Linked DNA regions of Pan troglodytes: region 1 is linked to region 2. The links are chromatin contacts, called in public HiChIP or PLAC-seq maps. All regions are on one chromosome and are shown on one strand. The core of a region is the stretch at or near the end of the contact, and the rest is flanking DNA. Distances in the headings are between cores, read along the strand shown. Region 1 holds the start of UBXN2B (UBX domain protein 2B). Region 2 holds the start of FAM110B (family with sequence similarity 110 member B).

Region 1 (2,700 bases), core at 59-2,558, 410 kb before region 2:
ATAATAGGAAAGATGAGGTACACAATAGCTTCCTATCCCTTGATACTGTTTACTACTACTGAACCAACTATGGGAGCTGGAACTATTCTACATTAAGTTCACCTCCTAATGTTACACTGATCTCTCCAGCCTCCAAATTCTTCGCTTTATGCACTGCTTATTTTGGCACCCAATCATACTCCATCTTAAAATGTTATGCTAAGTATTCATACCCTATTTCTTCGAAGAAATCTGTAGGCTTCCAAAAGGTAGAACTGTCTTTCACACTTACATACCTACCCATCAATAGAGTTCAGCACCGACTAAGGATTTGATGTCCTTATTTCCACATTCCCAAAGCTCAGCAGTATGTTACAATGGATGGTGGTTTGTTCACATTAGAATGAAGTGTGGTTGTAAAGTAATACAGTAAAACTGTTCTACCAAGATTCTCCTTAGTATCTCCTTACTGATATTTACTTGTTAAATTTTTATCAATAATCTTATAATGAGACACAAAAACGCCTAAAATGAGAAAAGTGGCGTTAGTATCTGATAAAACGGGATTTGGTGCGCTACTATTTAGCTAACTAATACTAGTGTCCTACACAACATTACGAAGTTTTATTTCCCAGTTTCTTCAGTGCAATGTTTTAAAGACCACAGCTTAGACAACTAGGCTGTATGGGCATAGAGTGCATCGCTTTCCTTCACCCCTTTAAAAGAAAAACCTACCTGATAAAATGGAACCATTTTTATATTTAAGTAAGCAAGTCAGAAATAGCATCCAAGACAAAAAAGAACAAATCACGTATCATTACTGTTCAGGTGACTGTCTACTTCCCTGCGGCCACAGTAACCTTTCTTCTGGAGTAAGTCTCAAGAAGGAAGCATCAACCCGTGAACCGACCAACTGACCCCGCAAAATGTGATTCTAAACGAATAGCTATTTTTACATCGTACGTGGGGTGGAAGGGAGACAAAGCACCAGCGCTGGAGGCTTGGGCACTTGTGTTCACGACCACCACAGTGTCAAGACCCGACCTCGAGAGACCGGGCGCCGGATTCTATCCCCAGACGGGGTCGGGGAAAGGCTCCGCCGAGGCCAGAGGTGGCCTCCAACTCGCACCAGGCCGCGCCGTCACCAGCCCGCGTCCACCGCGGCGCTCCCTCCCCCGGCTCCTCGCCTCACCTGCAAATCCCGCGCGCTCGGAGGCCGCGGCCCGGAAGACCTCCTCTCCTGCTCGCCGGGCTCAGGGCCTCCGCCCTCCGCCATCTTCCGCTGGCTAGCGGCGCCCGCTGCGGACGCACCTGCCGCAACTTCCGGGGCCGGTTGCCTGGCAACCGCAGGAGGGGCGAAGACGCGCAAGGTGCGTGCGCGTCCCCGCTACCCGAACCCGCGCCCCCGTTTCCGGTGCTGGCCCACCTTTTTGGTTTCTCCTTTTTTCTTAAAGGGAGTTTCTCCGCAGGGAAACCTCTGTTAAGTTTTGTGTTGCCCCTGCTACTCGCCTAAAGGCACTGTAGGCCGCCCTAGAGGGCAGCATAGACTTGCAGATTCATTTAGCTCAACAATGAAAACATCCTCTGGATTTTTCATCTGATGAAAAATTGCAACCTCTCCATCTAGTCTTGGTCAGATTCTCTGATCTTTCCTATCAAGGATTGGATGGTACATCGTCACCACAGCGTGAATTAGCACTGAGAGTGAAAAACACCGTAAAAAGTGCTTGGAATAATTTGCTAAAAGCAGAACTCTGCCGGGCCTGTGGCTCACGCCTGTAGTCCCAGCACTTTGGGAGGCCGAGGCGGACGAGGTGATCGAGACCATCCTGGCCAACATGGTGAAACCCCTTCTCTACTAAAAAAAAAAAAATATATATATATATATGTATATGTGTATATATATATGTATATGTGTATGTATATATATATATATATATATATACACACACACAAAAATTAGCTGGGCGTGGCGGAGCGTGCCTGTAGTCCGAGCTACTTGGGAGACTGACGCAGGAGAATCGCTTGAATCAGGGAGTCGGAGGTTGCAGGGAGCCGAGATCGCGCCACTGCACTCCAGCCTGGCGACAGAGGGAGGATCCGTCTCAAAACAGAAAAAAAGCAGATCTCGAGACTATCAAGCCCTTGTCATTCAACTGAAATTGATTTAGACTCTGGTCTTCTTATCCTAGGCACTTTTTTTTTTTTGAGACGGAGCCTCGCTCTGTCGCCCAAGCTGGAGTGCAGTGGCGCGATCTCGGCTCACTGCAGCCTCCACCTCCCGGGTTCAAGCAATTCTCCTGCCTCAGCCTCCCGAGTAGCTTGGACTACAGGTGCGCGCCGCCATGCCCGGCTAACTTTTGTATTTTTAGTAAAGACGGGGTTTCACCATGTTGGCCAGGATGGTCTTGATCTCCTGACCTCATGATCTGCCCACCTCGGCCTCCCAAAGTGCTGGGATTATAGGCGTGAGCCACTGCGCCCGGCCTCCTAGGCACTTTTATGCCCAAGGGATGCAAAGGTAAAAAGAAATAGTCCCAGTCATTATGAAACTCAGTCTAGTAGGGAAAAGAGATATGTAAACGGACAAGATGCAGCTTGCAGTAGAGCTTTGCTTGGGAGGGTTACAAAGGAAATGTGAGCCATGTGAGGGGAAATACTCCGTTGGTATCTGCTGTGTGCACCATGCTAGGTGCTGGAGTCGACAGCTTGCCGCCCGAG
Region 2 (2,700 bases), core at 177-2,676:
AGAAGTGCAATGTTGTCACAGATGTGTGCCAGATTTTGCAGAGGACATAAGTTGGCTGTGAGGAAGAACACAGAGTTTGCCTATTTTTTAGGCAGGAAAGAAAGCCTGCACTTTTCTGTGTGTGTGTGTGTCAATAAATCTGAATAACAACTTGAAAGGGTTAAAAAGCTGAGCACCAGGTGTTTTCTTTCCACTTTCCAGAGTAATTTAAGCACACTGCAAAGTTATCTCCCTTCCTTCCCCACGAGCCAGCTTAAGGGAGACCTGTCACTGCCATTTACACTGTACAGCTCCAGCTCTAAACAATAGGAGGGCACCAGGCTGGGCAGCAGGCATCACGGCTTCCCACAGCCTGTATGGGCTTTGTTGCCAAGTTATGAGCTCCGCTGGGTGATGGAGGCACGAGTGAGCCAAGGAGAATTTAATTCTATTTCAAATTTGTATGCTTTCAAAGAAAATAGAGACAATTGAGGCCACGGGAGGAGCTGGAGGGGGTAACCAAAAACAAACTTTCGGAACCTCAGAATCTACATTTCTAGCAGTAATTCTCAGCAAAGGATTAGGTGGTATTGATACTCTCAAAGTATTTAACACCGAGATTAGAGACCATTCAAGGAGCGGTGGCCGAGCGGAGTCCCCATCCTTCGTAGTCCCACTCCTCCAGCAGCAACCGGCGGCGCGCTTTCGGAGCCCACCTCCGCTCCGCAGCGCGGCCAGCTTCCCCCCGCCCTGGCTCCAACCCCGGCTCCAGCCCCGGCCCCGTGCCCAGCCTCCTAGCCGAGCCCGGGACGTGCAGCCAAGCCGAGCGCAGAGGGGGCGCGGGGCAGGCAGCGGCGCTGCGCCTCCCCCGGCGGCCCAGAAAGCCGGACGGGGTCCGCCTGGGCCAGTGAGGCCGGGCTCAACGGAGACCCGGGCCGGGCGGGGAAGCTGCAGGCGCAGAGCCGGCTTAGCTCCGCGCCGCCTGGCCACGCGCAGCGCCCGCATTGTCCGCAGTCGGGGCGCGGCGCGACCACTGAACCCGAATCCCAACCCCCGCCCAGCAGTCTCTCTCCCGGCCCCCACGGCCCAGTCTTACCTGGGCCGCTCACCCCAGTCCCTGGCGGTGCGGCCCGAGCCGGGCGCCAGGCTCCGGGGGACTGCAAGGAGGGAGAGTCGGGGCCCGCGAGGGACGAAGGGCCGAGAGCGGGCTGTAGGGGCCGCCGAGTGTTCACGGTCGCCGCCGCGGGGCCGCGGGTAGAGAGCAGACGGGGCTGGCGGAACGGGCCCAGGACGCGCGGCCGCGGAGGGCCCGGCTGGCGGCGGCCGCGATGGTTCGGTCTGCACCGAGTGGGAGGGCTCAGGCAGGCTTCGCCGGAGAGCGAGGGAGGGAACTTGGAGCCAGTTGCTGTGGCCGAGAGCGCGTGTCCCTGAGCCAGTGTACACGCCCCTCGTGCGCCCCGCCCCGCCTCCATCCCGCCCCCACCCCACCTTCCGGGTCCCCACCCTTCTCGCACCTCCACTCCAAGCCCTGCCTCTCTCTCAACATCTCCACCCCGCTACTGATGCCCATCCCACCCCATCCCTGACCCACCCCCCATTCCACTCCGTCGGCGCCTCCATTTCCTCCCTATCCCCCACTCCCACCTATGTCCGCACGCAAGCACCCCCACCCTGCTCCCACCCGGTGATACCGCTGGATCTCGGACTGCCATCCCAGTGCAGATCGCTCAGCGCTGGAGACTTAGAGCCTGTGTCCTGAATGAGATAACCCCACCTGGTAGTCCAGCCATCCAAACGTCTTGGTGCTTGACATTTTCTGTTTACTAACTTTCATATACTCAGATGGAGCGTCCTAGCTTAATTTCTGAAGGCATTTTTAAGACTTCAAAAAAATGTTTGGAGAAAATAGTAAATAACGAAAAATATCAAGCATGATGTACTACCTCTGAAATGTGGGCCAGCTGATGTTTTAAAATGAAATGCTTTGGGGTGCATCATTATTAATCGCCTAATATATTATTTGAGAATACTTTCTGCTTAGATTTGCTTAATAACTTGGTTGTTTCAGGAAAGGATTTGTTTTAGGAAGACTAAACAGATTGTAATTTAATTTTGCTATTGGGAAGTCTAAAAGATAAAATCCATCTTTATCAAAATGAATTTGAATGGGATATGGACTCACAAAATAATTGTTTCTTCTAGAAAATATTTAGCAAGGATTTCTTTTTAATCTCTGGTACATTAACAATACGATTTCACTCATCTCATTTTCTCAGAAAGATCGTTTATGTTTGAATTGTGCTTCAATTCAATGAATCTATAGTTTCATAATAGTTAAGAAGTTGCCAACTAAATAAACTCAGACTTTATAATAATATTTTTTTTTCTATTTAAAAGATTACCATTTTAAGAAAGTGACATGATACTGGGATTTAAATGGAACTTTCCTTTGGCATACTAATACATTCCTTGTGATCACAGATTACGTTGTGGTCTCCATTAACTCCAAAAGTCATATAACAATAGAAATAAACTATTTTTCATCATTCCCATAGCAAATGGAACCAACTTCTCTCCCTCTCAAGTATACTTTTTTTCCCCACTTCTTTGCCCCAATATCTTCCTTTTAGGAATTTCCCCCTCCCATTGGGTGTGACTAGCCCACAGAGCTTCCTGACATTGTGAGGGATATGACCCAGGCCAGCCAATTAGAATATCGTC

What was found. HiChIP or PLAC-seq counts read pairs in DNA pulled down with a chosen protein or histone mark.
Region 1: a contact with region 2 is called in an H3K4me3 HiChIP or PLAC-seq map of stem cell-derived excitatory neurons, with 4 times the contacts expected there. The contact joins the promoter of UBXN2B here to the promoter of FAM110B in region 2. A contact is called at or near these places in 2 of 7 Hi-C or Micro-C datasets (a lymphoblastoid cell line and stem cell-derived neural progenitor cells) and 1 of 1 datasets of contacts at active chromatin or transcription factors (stem cell-derived excitatory neurons).

What each region holds. Positions count from the first base shown.
Region 1 is chr7:67,037,358-67,040,057 of NHGRI_mPanTro3-v2.0_pri, reverse strand. UBXN2B (UBX domain protein 2B) reads right to left here and starts at 1,308. Exons shown (of 7, transcript XM_009455423.5): 1 at 1,172-1,308. The coding sequence starts at 1,255.
Region 2 is chr7:66,623,096-66,625,795 of NHGRI_mPanTro3-v2.0_pri, reverse strand. It overlaps FAM110B (family with sequence similarity 110 member B), which reads right to left and starts at 1,426. Exons shown (of 4, transcript XR_010159567.1): 1 at 1,076-1,426.